Regions from separate parts of the Mus musculus genome. Here regions 1, 2, 4 and 5 are each linked to region 3. A link is a contact called in public Hi-C, HiChIP or PLAC-seq and promoter capture Hi-C data. All regions are on one chromosome and are shown on one strand. The core of a region is the stretch at or near the end of the contact, and the rest is flanking DNA. Distances in the headings are between cores, read along the strand shown.

What was found. Promoter capture Hi-C pulls out the DNA fragments that hold promoters and counts their contacts. Hi-C and Micro-C count contacts between places; a contact is called where the count stands out from the background. HiChIP or PLAC-seq counts read pairs in DNA pulled down with a chosen protein or histone mark.
Region 1: a contact with region 3 is called in a promoter capture Hi-C map of erythroid cells, with 50 times the contacts expected there. The contact joins the promoter of Rab9 here to the promoter of Gemin8 in region 3. A contact is called at or near these places in 20 of 39 promoter capture datasets (the 3T3-L1 cell line, 3T3-L1-derived adipocytes, the C10 cell line and 14 more), 1 of 15 datasets of contacts at CTCF or cohesin (pro-B cells), 6 of 484 Hi-C or Micro-C datasets (CD4 T cells, CD8 T cells, the N1E-115 cell line and 3 more), 11 of 115 datasets of contacts at active chromatin or transcription factors (the 230-238 cell line, embryonic forebrain, embryonic hindbrain and 5 more) and 2 of 9 other capture datasets (adipose tissue and liver).
Region 2: a Hi-C map of embryonic stem cells shows a contact between it and region 3, with 4 times the contacts expected there. The contact joins the enhancer-like site here to the promoter of Gemin8 in region 3. A contact is called at or near these places in 7 of 39 promoter capture datasets (the 3T3-L1 cell line, embryonic stem cells, erythroid cells and 3 more), 7 of 484 Hi-C or Micro-C datasets (the AML12 cell line, the C10 cell line, the N1E-115 cell line and 2 more), 2 of 115 datasets of contacts at active chromatin or transcription factors (large pre-B cells and stem cell-derived neural progenitor cells) and 3 of 9 other capture datasets (adipose tissue, embryonic stem cells and pancreatic islet).
Region 4: a contact with region 3 is called in a promoter capture Hi-C map of embryonic stem cells, with 3 times the contacts expected there. The contact joins the enhancer-like site here to the promoter of Gemin8 in region 3. A contact is called at or near these places in 6 of 39 promoter capture datasets (the 3T3-L1 cell line, the C10 cell line, cranial neural crest and 3 more), 1 of 15 datasets of contacts at CTCF or cohesin (pro-B cells) and 8 of 115 datasets of contacts at active chromatin or transcription factors (embryonic hindbrain, embryonic stem cells, large pre-B cells and 1 more).
Region 5: a contact with region 3 is called in an H3K4me3 HiChIP or PLAC-seq map of pro-B cells, with 6 times the contacts expected there. The contact joins the promoter of Egfl6 here to the promoter of Gemin8 in region 3. A contact is called at or near these places in 8 of 39 promoter capture datasets (the 3T3-L1 cell line, 3T3-L1-derived adipocytes, cranial neural crest and 3 more), 4 of 115 datasets of contacts at active chromatin or transcription factors (embryonic stem cells and pro-B cells) and 2 of 9 other capture datasets (adipose tissue and liver).

What each region holds. Positions count from the first base shown.
Region 1 is chrX:166,478,567-166,481,266 of GRCm38.p6, forward strand. It overlaps Rab9 (RAB9, member RAS oncogene family), which reads right to left and starts at 1,301. Exons shown (of 3, transcript NM_019773.2): 1 at 974-1,301.
Region 2 is chrX:166,530,566-166,533,396 of GRCm38.p6, forward strand. Egfl6 (EGF-like-domain, multiple 6) reads right to left here. Exons shown (of 12, transcript NM_019397.3): 10 at 1,407-1,508. Among named protein-coding and RNA genes, the nearest start is that of Tceanc, 22 kb to the left of the region's middle. Within about 2 kb of position 1,311, at least 9 of the 459 cell types and tissues checked have an H3K27ac peak or open chromatin away from gene starts, as enhancers often do. A contact at or near this core is called in embryonic stem cells, where this site is marked.
Region 3 is chrX:166,169,191-166,171,890 of GRCm38.p6, forward strand. It overlaps Gemin8 (gem nuclear organelle associated protein 8), which reads left to right and starts at 1,264. Exons shown (of 4, transcript NM_146238.4): 1 at 1,264-1,360.
Region 4 is chrX:166,617,859-166,620,558 of GRCm38.p6, forward strand. No RefSeq gene overlaps it. Among named protein-coding and RNA genes, the nearest start is that of Egfl6, 33 kb to the left of the region's middle. Within about 2 kb of position 1,268, at least 11 of the 459 cell types and tissues checked have an H3K27ac peak or open chromatin away from gene starts, as enhancers often do. A contact at or near this core is called in embryonic stem cells, where this site is marked.
Region 5 is chrX:166,584,290-166,586,989 of GRCm38.p6, forward strand. Egfl6 (EGF-like-domain, multiple 6) reads right to left here and starts at 1,427. Exons shown (of 12, transcript NM_019397.3): 1 at 1,167-1,427. The coding sequence starts at 1,234.

The DNA of each region.
Region 1 (2,700 bases), core at 51-2,550, 310 kb after region 3:
AGGCAGTGTAGGGATTTTCCATTGCAGTGGTGCTAGCAAGGAAAAAGACAAAACTTGTACCAGCAAAACAAAACAAAAACCAAATTCAGTCTGTTGATTTTATGAGGACGCTGTGAAAAGACTGGTCACGTGCCAATTTGGAAACTTGCAGAAGTTATTCCTCAAAAGAAGTATGATCACGGGATGTGTCATCATTTACAAAACAAAACAGAACCATAATACGTTCACCAACCATTTGGTCAGTACTTAAAAGTCTCCTCTGGTCTTTTCACTAAGATGGAAGGAAGAAAGGAACGCGATTTTGAAACCTCGGCCAAGATCTGATATCTGACGATGTTCCCAACCGCCTACAAGGTCTTTGCCCTGGCTTTATCTTCCAAGCTCTCTCACCTGAGTGGGTCAAAGGGTAGTATGTCAGAGGTCGCCAAACTCAAATAACACAAGCTTGCTTTCCCCAGCATTAGTCAGTCACTGTGGCGCAAGGTTTGGTCTCGAGTATGTGGGTGTCCCCGTGTGGTTAGGGGAAAGACTAATGTGTAAGTGTGTACCCAGGTAATGTCATTGGTCCCGTGAGCATCGTTCCACCATCCTATTCCCAAGTATTTGGGGTATATCTCTTTCCTGAGATGATGTTTTTGGAAGGGATATCTCTTCCTCTCTAGTAAGGCCGATCGGTCGGTCTGCGTGTATGTGTTTGTGTGTGCGCGCGCGCGTGTATGTCCCGAGTGGTTGGGTGTGTGATCTTCTTCCCGTGCTTGAATGTGAAAACCCGTCTTTCTTCCTACTGACGTAGGAATTTTCAGGAGACTTGGGGACAAGCTAACTACCCCTGTTGCCCAGCAATCTACTGACCCGCGCCAATTTGGCTCGCCCGCCGCCCCGGCGGCCCTCCGCTCCAGCAGCTCAGCTCAGGCTACGCGCGCTCTTAACCAGCTCTGGCCGGACCTCAAATGGAAGGATGACCCCCGCTCACCTTGCAGACACACACTGGACGTCCTGGGGGCGGCTCGCCAACACGCCTGGGTGCAACCAGGGCAGGAAGAAGGCCAGAGACTCCGGAACGTCGAGAGCGCTTCCAAGAGGGAGCGACTGGGGCAGAAGAACCAATATGGCGGGCGGCCGGGGCGGGGCCAAGACGGAGGGGCGAGGCCTTGACAGTGGGGCGACGGGGCGGGGCCTGAGGCAGTGAGGCAGGGTCTGGAGTGGTAAAACCAGACCCGGGTCAGGGGCGGGACCTAAGTCTTTAGGGCGGGGCCAGGAGCTGCGGGGAGGGGCCTGTGGCGGTAGCACCAGGCCAGGAGCTGTAGGTCGGGGTCTTTCCTGTGGGCGTGGCCTGCGGCTGCGAGCCCAACCGCTAAGGCTAAGATCCTAGTCTGGATCACAGGAATTAGGCCCAAGGAAGACTGAGCCAGGAAGTCTGGAATCTGCTCTTCCCACAGACTGCTTTGCAAGATCGCAGTTTTTCTTTGTACTAGCTGCTGCTCTGGTCTTCCCACCTGCGTTTCTTCTAACAGTGGTCACAAAATAATAATTTATTCTTAAAGTTTAAAGTAGAGAACATATGAGTACTATGACGTAGCAGTATTGCACCATTTAAAAAAAAAAAAGCAGGCGGTGGTGGCTCACGCCTTTAATCCCAGCACTTGGGAGGCAGAGGCAGGCAAATTTCTGAGTTTGAAGCCAGTCTGGTCTACAGAGTGAGTTCCAGGATAGCCAGGGCTACACAGAGAAACCCTGTGTCGAAAAACAAACAAAACAATAATAATAATGGCAAAATATAGGGTCAGAGGTGTTTGTATTCCTTTGATTTATATGAGGAATTGAGTACATAGGTGGTAAAAATAAAAGTCCCTGGAAGAAAGATTCTTAGCTCCCCATAAACATATAGATTATGTTTAGTTTCTAAGAGAAGACATTCACTTTCGTGATCCACAACAATTTACATAATGTCTGCCTCTTTGTGGAGCCATTTTCAAGTAATAACCTTTCATCAGGCGCCAGAAAGATTACAGTTAGCAAAGTTTCTCACAAGTATGATTTTAGAATAATTATGAAAATAAGGCTCATAATAAATACTGAGTTCCAGTTTGAATTTCAATGATTTTTTTTCTTATAAAAAGGAATCTATTTTTATGTGTGCAGAATATTTCCCCCACGGACATCTGAGTAAAGGTTTATCGATATACAAATCTGTTGCATATGGAAAAGTGAGCTGGGATACAAGTCAAGGTCGAGTGCTTGTCCACCATACATGAAATCATGGTTCCAACCCCGACATCACAGAAGCCTAGCATTCTAGAAGCAGAGACAGGAGCTCAAGATCCTCATGGCACATAGGGAGTTGGTACATAGGCTATATGAGACCTTCTCTAAGGGAAAAATGACTATGCTTTTCACATACAAGGAAAAACAGAATGAAATAGTACACAATTTATCCATTAACTGACATTTAAATCATCGAAATGTTGATATTTTCTCTAACCCATTATCAATGTGAAATCTCAGTAATGTATATATTTTATAAGTAATCTATTAGTAATTATATTATTAAATAATCATATGTTGAAAAGTTACATATAAAAAATGATTTCTCAAACCAGGTGTGGTGGTGTCTTTTTACCGGGCACTCAGAAGGCAGAGGCAGGCAGATATCTGTGAGTTCAAGGTCAGCCTGATCTACAAAGTGAGTTTCAGGACAGC
Region 2 (2,831 bases), core at 61-2,560, 360 kb after region 3:
ACTTTATCCAGTAAACCTCTCTTCTGTGAGCTCTTCAATCCCAGCTAAAGCCTGCTTTCAGCTTTCCTTGAGGGTTCATCCCTCCAACAATAGTAATGTATCCGATCTTTCTCATGTACATTTAGCTTTGTAGGGGAAGTCAAGACTATGCAGAGGCCTGGTGGAGCTGTTGGAAGGGAGAAGTTATGATGTGAGTACCCCAGAAACTGAGAACATAGGGGTTATTTGCAAATCGAGTGTTTGCAAACAGAAGACTTCTCATTGGTGGGAGAGTCAATGTAAGACAATGCTGACCAGGTGAGCTGTCATCAATCTGGGGGTCCCCAAGCACTATAGCTCTGGTAGCACCAATATCTACAATCCCATGATGAAAAAATAAAAAGGAGAATCTTGTGTTCATTTTCAAGACAGTTTCTCCAAAGATGCATTCCATCTTGTTAAACTTGTCCACTGCCCTTGAATCTTTAGTGATGGGCTCACTAGAATGACTAATGTGTGGGATATTTTCTTTTTACCCCAATTGCTAGCTCTAACAGGGGTTCTTGGTAGAGATCAAAGCTTCCTGACTGCTGGTGCAGGCTTGCAAGGAAATAACTTGGGAAGGAATTTATTCTAAGGAATATGTTTTAATTCAAGGCTGAGCCTGTATATCCCAAAGGAAATACAATTCTACTGGTGAGGACATGGCGTCTGGAGATGTATAGCAGTTGTTGCAGTTACGTAGCTGGTCTTCATGAGATCAGGATTCAATATGTGTTCCAGTGTCTGCAAGCCAAGTACTCCACGCAAGGGGGACCCAGGGCCCATCAACAAAGTTGAAACAGACACCACAAAAGCCAGGAAGTTTATGGCTCAGAACTAATGTTGAGAACAATCCAAGGCCAGGTGGTCAGAATGAATTCCTTGGATAATAGAAAGGATGAGAAAGTCTTGTGTTTAGATCATTACCTTTACACTCATAGTGATTTTGATCCTCATCGGAGAGATAACTCTACTATAGCTCCAGTGTAGATAGAGGTCTTATTACCTTTAAAAGATTTATTTTCTATCAAAAAAGTAAAATGAAAACTACAGAGGACTGTGGCTGGCAAGCTGGCACAAAGGGAGGTCTCAGAGACCCCCTCATCCCCCCACCTTCCTCTCCTTCCCATCTCCCTCTCTCAGAAAGAAGAGGGTACATATAAAAGAGGCACACTGGGACACATTTCCTGGGTCATGTGGGAAAGAGAAGGATGAGGAGGAAGTCGACGCTATACCAAGTTACTCATCCATCAGAGGCCACCCGAAGGTCGAAGGTTCCCAAAGATGGTAAACAACCATGACCTAAGCAGGAACAGGCATTAGCATCTAGTAAGTAGTAACAGCCTTCTCTACTCCCGGAACAAGCTGTAGTGAAATTTAAATACCATTGTCTCGATCAGCAGGATGCCAGTCAAAATCATCTTCTCTATCCTGTTTCCAATCACAGACCCCAAGATCAAAGCTGCAGTCAACTGAGATGTTTAAGTCTGCATAAAAAAAAAAAAGAAAGAAAGAAACGAAGAAAGAAAGAAAGAAAGAAAGAAAGAAAGAAAGAAAGAAAGAAAGAAAGAAAGATCAGCACCATTAAGAACATTACAACAGTAGCTAATTTGCAACTCTGGAAGGCAATGTCATGGGTTTAGGCGAGTAGAATATAGATCATATTAATTGGCAAGCTTGCAGGTGTAGATTAAACCAGATACACTATTTCTTTTTTTAGACTTTAAAACTTTATGTGTATGCATGTTTTGCCTGCAGGTACATTTGTGCACCATGTGTGTGCCTGGTGCCCATGGAGGAGAGGGCATTATTATCTCCTGGCACTGGAGTTACAGATGATTCTGAGCTACTGCGTGAATGGGAACAGAAGCCGGGACCTCTGCAAGAGCAGCACTTGCACTTAACCCACTGAGCCATCTCTCCACATAACCTATTTTTTGAGTCTATAAAGGCATGCTCAACAAATTCTGTTGTAATCTTTGAGAATAAAACCGTAGGGGCTAGAAAGATGGTTCCGCAAAGCAGGGAATGAAACAGGCTGTTTACAAAACTCAAGCCAGAGACTGAAAACAAAGCTCAGAAACAAGTGTTTGTGGGATGCTCAGCCATACATAGAACATCTAAGTCACACCCCTCTCTACAAGGTTCAGGTATTCCGTAATAGTGAGAGAAAGCAGACCAACACACACATCAAATCAGTATTTCCCCTGCCCTACAACATCTCCAAACCAGATAGTTATAGATAGCCCCTGTGCCCCTAAGGTAGTGGCTCTCAACGTTCCTGTCAGGACCCCTGGCTCCGCCAACCATAAAATCATTTTGTTGCTACTTTAGAACGATAAACTTGCTATTGTTATGAATCATAATGTACATAGCTGATATGCAGGATATCTGATATGTAACCCTGTGAGAGGTTGAGAACCACTTTTCTTAAGGCCTTCTGGAAGTATTCAAATGATCCAATCTTATGTGGTCTCTCCTGCCCCGTCCCCCTTGCCTTTATTCTTAGAGAAACCTTAAAGACCTTTGGCCTAGTTTTCCACTAGGTCCTCCCCTTGCTCAGAGTGTCCCCCTTCTCTTGGGAGTGTACATAATAAATCACAGTTTCAATGGCTTTGGCCTCATGTTGTCACCTAGTCACCTCCACTAGTGCAAATCCAATGGGCATTTCATGATTCCAATCAACACTCTTTGTTAGACATTTGCCAGGGGCATATTGGATCAAATAAGCTGACCTACTGACAGGTTTGAACATGTTTCATTTTGTTGTTGTTGTTATTTGTTATGGCACAATGGATGTGGAGTTCAGA
Region 3 (2,700 bases), core at 14-2,513:
TACATGGAATTCATTTTACTCTTCATTTAAGGTAAATTCTCCTTCCCTAAGGCAAGGATTTTTTTTTTCCTCAAACAGCTTCATGCATCCCAGGTTGACCTCAGATTCACTGTGTAGCCACAACAACCTTGCTTCCATGCCCAGAATTCTAGGATTACAGATGCGCCAATATGCCCAGATGTGAGATGTTATAAAGGAATGATCCAGCGCATCATTCATGCTGGACAAACATTCTATCAATGAAGCTACACCACTGCCAGGTTAAGATTGCTTAAAATGTGAGTTAGTTAAGGCAGGCTTGTTGATACGCGTGCCTGTAATCCCAACAGTCAAGAGACCGGTGGATCTCTGGGAATTCAAACCAGCCAGGGCAAGATGATGACCTTCGACCCAGCTGAAAGTGAGACAGTGTCAACAACAACTAGACAGTTCACGTATTTTTTTTTCAATATTAACTCTTTAAAATGTACTGTGGAATTTAGTTAAGCACATCGAAAATTCTCACATTTAAGTACCTCAAAATCACGTGTGCCTTGAAGCTACAAGACACTGCAGATACTTAGCATATAGTAGACATCTGGTATATGTTTGCTAAATATTCTTTTATACTACTTTGATTCACCAATATTACAGGAATGATAAGGTAATAATGTCCCACTACTGACATTGCCTAATTATCTTAGCCTTTGGCATTTAAATTGTTTCCTATTTTCACTTTTTGGAATAACCATGCATCTGGTCCAAATCTGGTTTTCCTAGTAATAAATTCCTGCAAAATATGGCACATTTTGCCAAATAAGCCCACTTGGCCTTCTAGTAGTTCATCTTTGGTTACTAAGGACTCTTGTGCAACTCTAGAAGGGCATGTACTGCTGACGATTATAATGACAGAAACACTAGGTACAAATTAAGGTTCATAAATGTCAAGCTGACACAGATCTGAGTGAATCTGTATTTTCAAAACAATTTCTCACCTTCCATTTTAGTTAAGAAAGTGAAAAGAAAGTAAAAGCTAAAGAAGAAATAATAATAATAATAACCGAAAGCTGAGGGTGCAATTCAGTTCTGATCCCCTAGTGCCCAATAGCTAGCTGCCGGGACCGCCCAAACAAACGAATTCGCTTCCTGTGCCGCCCTTGACTCTGTGTAGCCACTGACACGACGTTACGTCACGGATAAGGCGGGACTTCCGTCTTTCAAGCCCCGTACCGGAAGCGAGCTCCTTGTTGCCCAGGCAACCCGAGCCTCCCGCTCTCCTTGTGTCACTCCCCCACTTCTCCCGCCCCTTCCTCCTCCCCACCACCAGAGCTAGGTCCGTTGTTGCCCACCGCCCGAGATCTGCCAGCTGCGTGCCCACGAGGTGACTTCGGGGGCTGATGGGTTGCTTTTGGGGAGTAAGGGAATAGCGTGGCGGACTCCTGAAGCTTGGAGTACTGGCTTGGCGCTCATGCTGTGGCTTTAATTACCATCACCCGGCAGCACGAGGAGGTTGCCTAGACCCGTGAGAGTCCCAACCCCTGACAGACTGTTAAAACTAGTTCTAATTTATGCTCTCAAGCCCTATGTGCTTCCTAATCCTTGGGTGCCTGCTGAGAATTCTGTTCCCAGGCCCCCACCTCAGACTATTCCAGTTCAGATCTTGAGAAGTGAGGCTCAAGCATGGGAAGGTTTGGGGTTTTTGTTTGTTTTGTTTTGTTTTAACTCACAGTGTAATTCAAACGTGCTGTGGATCACAATGTTGCAGGAAGTCTGTCAGGACACGTTTCTGCAGAGATGTCTAAGCTACTGGCTCATTTACAAAAACAAAACAACAAAAACCTGAGTTTCTCCCCCGCCCCCCTTGCAACTTTTGAGTTCTGTAGGTCAGAATTCTTAGTTGATGTTATCTTAAGAACATTTGACAGTTGCTGTGGGTAGCCAGAGTTCTGAACCATTTTCCCTTTTTTTTTCTGAAATGATTGTTACAAACTCGTTGCACAAATTAGGCTCTGGACTCCACTGTTGTTGGGGTTTTTATTTGCTTGGGGGGGGTTGTTTGTTGGTTTTTGTTTTGTTGTTGTTTTTTAACTAAAAGCCAGAACATTACTCAAAATCTTAAGACTAAAAGTTACAGACACAAAGCCTCTATGAATTGTGAGATTGTGATACTGTTTGAAAGTACAATTTATGCTAGCATGATTCGTCAAGATAACAGTGTCTTTGGGATGGCAGTGGAAAGAGAAACCATGTGTATATGCTTTGGGTAAATCTAACACGTGCAAGTTCACAGTAAAGTGTATGATCCCTTCTGTTGACTGCTGGGCTGGGGGGAAAAATCAACCCAAGTTGCAGAGAGGCAGGCGTTTCCATCGTGAAACTGTTTTACAGATGGCAGAGGCTTATTGGTGTTTCTTCAAGTCCAGCGTTTAAGGAGAAGTTAAGATAAGAAGGATGGCAGGAAATTAAACATAGCTAGAGGTTAGATAAGAGTTCTCAAGCACACTATAGAACTCTCAGAATTACTTCTTTATGTTGGGAAATCCACTCATAAAGCACTTGGACAATCAGATGCAGACTGTAACATTTAAGGCCAGATGAACTGGAAATATATTAATATATTTAGACATTTGGAACTTCTTACTGATTGTTGTTTTTAGTTACTGCCCCTTAATAATTTGGGGGAGCACGGGTAGGAGAGAATATTATCAGGATATAACAGAC
Region 4 (2,700 bases), core at 18-2,517, 450 kb after region 3:
TCCCCATGTGCAGGGCACCCCTAACATGTTGGAATAATAAACTCCTCTTGCTTTTTGTGTCGATTCCTGGCTCTGAGCCGTTCACTCAGGGAGTCCCCAGTAAGCTAAGGCTAGCCAGAGTCTTAGACTGGCATGTGCCACCACACCTGGCAGAATCTAAATCATAAAAAGAAAACCCAACCAAATCCTAGTTAGGGTTACTGTTATGAAACAGATGAAACACCATGACTGAAAGCAAACTGTGTAAGAAGAGGTTTATTTTGCTTACATTCCTTATAACTGTTTATCATTGAAGGAAGTCAGGACAGAAATTCAGAACTGGAACCTGGAGGTAGAAGCTGATGCAGAGGTCACGGAGGAGTGCTGCTTACTGGTTTGATCCTCAGGGATTGCTCAACCTGCCTTCTTATATAACCCAGGACCATCTGATCAGGGATGGCACCTTCCACATTGGGCTGAGACCTCCCTCATGGATCACCATTTAAGAAAATGTCCTATAGGCTTGCCTACAGATTTATCTTATGGAGGCATCTTCTCAATTGATGTTTTCCCCTATCTAATGACTCTAGTTTGTATCAAATTGACATAAAATTAGCCAGCACAACAATCATCACAGGCAGGGTATACCACAAACAGAAATGATTGAGGAAAAAGACTAAGGTTTGTTAATAATCAGAACAGAGAATCTGGATGAAAAAACTTACCGTTCCAATAAAGCTGGCTTGAAATGCTGCTGAGTCCAGCATAGCTTTGATAGGGTTGGAATGATATGGTCCCAGCCCCTGGAACAGGGTCACCAGCGTATGGGCCTCCACATGGCTGCTTTGGGTGTAAGGCTTGTTGGTATAATAATGCACGTATTTCCTCATTCCTCTTTTATGGAATGCCACCCTACTTGTTAATGTTAATGTCTCCATGGTAATCAGAGGCAGCATGAGTCCGGGAGGTGAAAGAGTGTCTAATGTCTCAGCAAAATGGTGAACGATGGGACCTTCAGGACAACCCTTAAGGCTGTGGGAAAGAGCTCCAAATTCATGAATCCAAAAGTATACAATTTTTCAACTATGCAAAATATAAGGATGTAATATGAATTAGATGAGGGGCTTCAAGGAACTAAAGGAGCAAAAGCAGCTGCACTGAGGACCAAGTTGTCAGAAAGATGCTAAGGAAGGAGATAGAGATCTCAGGAGATCCCATCCCGCTCAGTTTCTTTGCTTATACTTACAAAGGCAGCCGGATTCCTGAGTTCAAAGTGAGCCTGAGACAGAAGGAATTTAGGTCCAGGGCCAGGCAAGGTAGAAACGGTAATTTCAGGGTGGGGTTCCACCCAGCTATTTTATTCCCAGTGTTTAACAAAGGCAAGCAGATCTCTGGATTCTTTTGAAAGGTTAAAAAAAATGTGTGCTTGCAGTCTAATGAGAATTGAGGGTCTGATGTCTTTGGGTGCTGATTTGTAGAATAATCAAAAGGAAACCTGCAGTGAATGACTGAATTGATATGTAAAATAAAAGAGTGGGCTTATGCTCTCCACTAGATGAGCTGTCCAGAGAGTGTTTTAGAACAAGAGAGAACTACTTGGAAATCTGTCTCGATGAGAAAATCGAGAAAGAGCTATCTGGAGATCCCCAGGAAAAGCAGAACAGAGAGAAAACTGGCTAGAAAGCTGGTTTGAGCAGAGCGTAGGCCACCAGCTAGTAACCCATGAGATGACTTTGAATCATTTGTTTCTCTGCTCTCAAACACTCTGAGAACCCTTCTCCAAGCTGAGGCTGGTCCTTGGCAAAATGCAAAACAGCATGGGAGAAAACTCACACCTGGGCTAGCAAACCGAAGTAAGACCTAGAGAGGGGTATGGATTAAGCTTGGTCGGTCAGAAAGGGAACAAGGATTATATTAGGGACAATGCCCACGGGAGAAAATATAGACAATGTTAGGCAATGCTGGAGTGGAAGTGTGTGAAGGACAGAAGGGAGGAAGGTTGCTTGGAGCATCCTAGAATACAACCAAGAAGGGTGGCAGAGTGGCCTGAGTATTTTGGTCTCAGAGTCCACCGTCAGAAGAAAAGTAATTTCTCTTAACAGTGGATCTCTTAAATCATGTCCCAACTCAATCAGCAGCAGGAAAAGTGACTTGGGTGTACACATTTTGATAGATTGCAGAGACAGCCACCAGGCCCCTGGGTTACTAATGTTTTCTATAGCTAGAGGTGTCTAAGATACATCCAGATGATGGTCATAGGCCAGGCCAGACATTTTTCTTATGCCTTTTTGCTTAGGAATCACCCATTTCCATTTGAGATCACATTCAGAGTTGATGTACAAGTCAGTCCGTCTCAAGACTGAGGAGATGGCTTAATTGGCCAAATAGGCGCTTCTTGGGCATGAGGACTGGATTTTGGATCCCTAGCACCCATTTGAAAAGCTGGGCATGCCTGGAAGGCCAGCCCGAAGGAGGAGGAATGATGATTCCTAGAGCTTGCTGGCAGCCTGTCTCGATGCATAGGTGAACTTCAGGTCCAGTGAGAGGCCCTGGCTCAAAAAACAAAAACATTAAGGTGGATGTATTTTGTGGCCCTTACTTTTGCAGGGGAGAGAAAAGGGAAGGGAGAGAGGGAGGGAAGGAGAGAGACACAGACAGAGACAGAGAGACAGAGTGCAAAACATCAGTACATTAGGTATTGATAATATCCAGCAGAAACCG
Region 5 (2,700 bases), core at 177-2,676, 420 kb after region 3:
AGGTGGCAGTGTCCAAGCTGTTACTGGCATTTTATAGCAGCCAGAGATGCTGTTATACTTCCCATGGAACACAGGAGAGCCTGCCACACCAACAAATGATTAAGTCATCCCAAAGATCCTTAGCTCTGCAGCACAGAGACCCTAGGCAGACATGCAAGGAAGAAGCAAGCCATAATGGTAGAGAAGGGTGTGTGTGTGTGAGTGTGAGTGTGAGTGTGAGTGTGTGTGTGTGTGTGTGTGTGTGTTCTAGGGAGTCTTCCTGAAAGGTTGCCCTACTCCAGTGTGGAGGATGATGGATGGGCCACATTGACTAGGGTTGTTCCTGCTCTGCCACTTAACTGGCTTTGTCTCTTTGGACAGGTTACGCGGCCTAATTTTTCACCCCTTCAAAACAGGGATGGCAACGATAATAATACTTTGAAGCCACAGGGACTAAGGACTTCTGCTGGGTTAATGGTCTGAAAGTTGCTTGGTCTACATGACACACTATGCCTATGTGCTTTTACTATGTGGCTTTGTAGCTCTCACAGGGAAATATTTTGGGGCTCAGAAAAGCTCATGAATAGAAGGAAGTGGCAAAAACAAGGATGGGTTCAGCTATCTTTTTACCAGCGCATATTTTCCAGTTCATCACCCCGAATCCAAAGGCAGCTAGAGCAGGAGCCCAGCAAGGAGCTGCTTTAGCGCTCAACAATAAATGCGGAAAATGCGCGCTCTGCATCCTCCTGTTTTTCTTCATTCCTTCCCTAGCAAAACTAACGACTGGTAATCAGTGGGCGTCCTTCAGGGGCAGTGGAAGGAACTAAACTTACACCGTGCCAGGTACTCACTCATCTGCCTGCACCGGAGGTGGCTGCAGAGCACCAAATCCCAAACACAGCCAAGATCTATTCGCCCAGTTCCCCCCTCCCCCCATCCGCCAGACAAGACAAACTCAGCCAAGTGGGGAACGGAATCCACAGACCACCCGAGGCTAAACCTTACCCAAGGGACGCAGGGAAGAAAGTTGGTGGGCACTCGGTGCGGTGTCCTGGTGAAATGCATCCCAAGACGCACAGACACCTCAACCCCAGCACCTAGGTACCCCTTACATATGCTGGTCAACGACAAAGGGCTTCAAAAGGAGCGTTCAGGCTTGGGGAACCAGGGTCAATGCGAACACTCACCTGGTCCCTACTCCACCTGTCACCCAGGGGAGCAGCAGAGGAAGCGCCAGGCCCCAGGGCGGCTGCATACTGGCCGGGGGTGGGCTCCTTTCTTGTCCTGAGCCCCTCAGGACCTACGAAACAGAGGGGCCACCGCCTCTTCTCTGCTTCGCTGGTCAGGACCTTGGTTTTGCGCGCAGCTGGCAGGCTCTGTGGCAGCCCGCGCAGAGGTGGAGAGCTGGGGAACGTTTGGAGCTGTGAGTGGCTGGGGGCGCCCTGGAGAGATACTCTGTTGGGTGAAGCGCTCCGGTGCACCAGCGAGGGCGTGGCAACTGAGCACATCTGGCTGGGACCCGCCTCCAGGACGACCCACGAGGCCTCCACGCTCTTCTCTCACCCGTAACTCCTCCACGCTCCCCCAAGTCCCCGCCAGCACCGCCCCCCCCCCCCCCCCCGCTTCAGTTCACTCACTACAGGCTGTTCAGGGGCACCTCCAATTGCCATTCGTTTCAGGCTTGGGACAAGCGGTGTGCACTTTGAACTCCAGGGATTGAGAATTGAGAAGTCAAAGCAGGACCACAGATGCAAGCACAAAATCACAAGGCAATCTCATGTCAATGGAGGTTTCATGCTCGGCTGGGGTTTTTTTTTTTTTCCCCACACAAGGGAAATCATAAGATGTTAGAGGTCACCAAGTTTTGAACAAACCCCATCATTTGGCAAGTGTCGTCTTCGTCGTCTTCTAGTCACTCACAACAGTTCAAATGTAACTTCAAATGATATTGTAGTGTAGTAGCCACTGGCAACTTGACACAAACTAATCATCTGGAAGAAATGAACCTTAATTGAGAAAATGCCTTCATCAAATAAGCAAGTCCCGCAGGATATTTTCTTAATGGTTGATGTGGGAAGGTCCAGCCCACTACAAACGGTGCCACCCCTATGCAGGTGGTCCAGGAAGGTACGAGAAAGGTATTGAACACCATTAAACAGTGTATCTGGATTGCCTCTACCTCCAGGTTCCTGCCTTGAGTTCTTCCCTTGACTTTCTTTCTGGATGGGTCAGGATGAGTAAGCCAAACAAACACCTTCCCCCCCCCCTCAGTTGCTTTTGGTCTTGGTGTTTTATGACAACAGTAGAAAGCAAGCTAAGACAGAAAAACACAAACAAAAGATACTTTATAAGAATTCCTTCAGGTAGCGATGAGTTATCTATTCTGACTTGTAGCAGAAGGAATACTGGTTCTTCTTATCCCCACATTCACACCCTTTGGCTTCATGTAGGCAGAGCCCATGACCCCACACCTTGACATTGGACATGGTCCAGTGATTTGCTTTGACTGATGGTGTTTGGGCAGAGACACACTGTGTCAATTCCAAACCCATTCTAACTCCAACCCACCTGCATCTCTATTTGGGCTATGAGAAGACCATGCCAGTTAGCTTGGTAGCCTGAGGAGGGTGAGGAACAGGTCAAACACAGCTACCTATCTGGTCTAAGAGTAGACTTCCAACTCAAAGAAGAGCTACTGATGGAGCCATGAAGCCTCTGAAC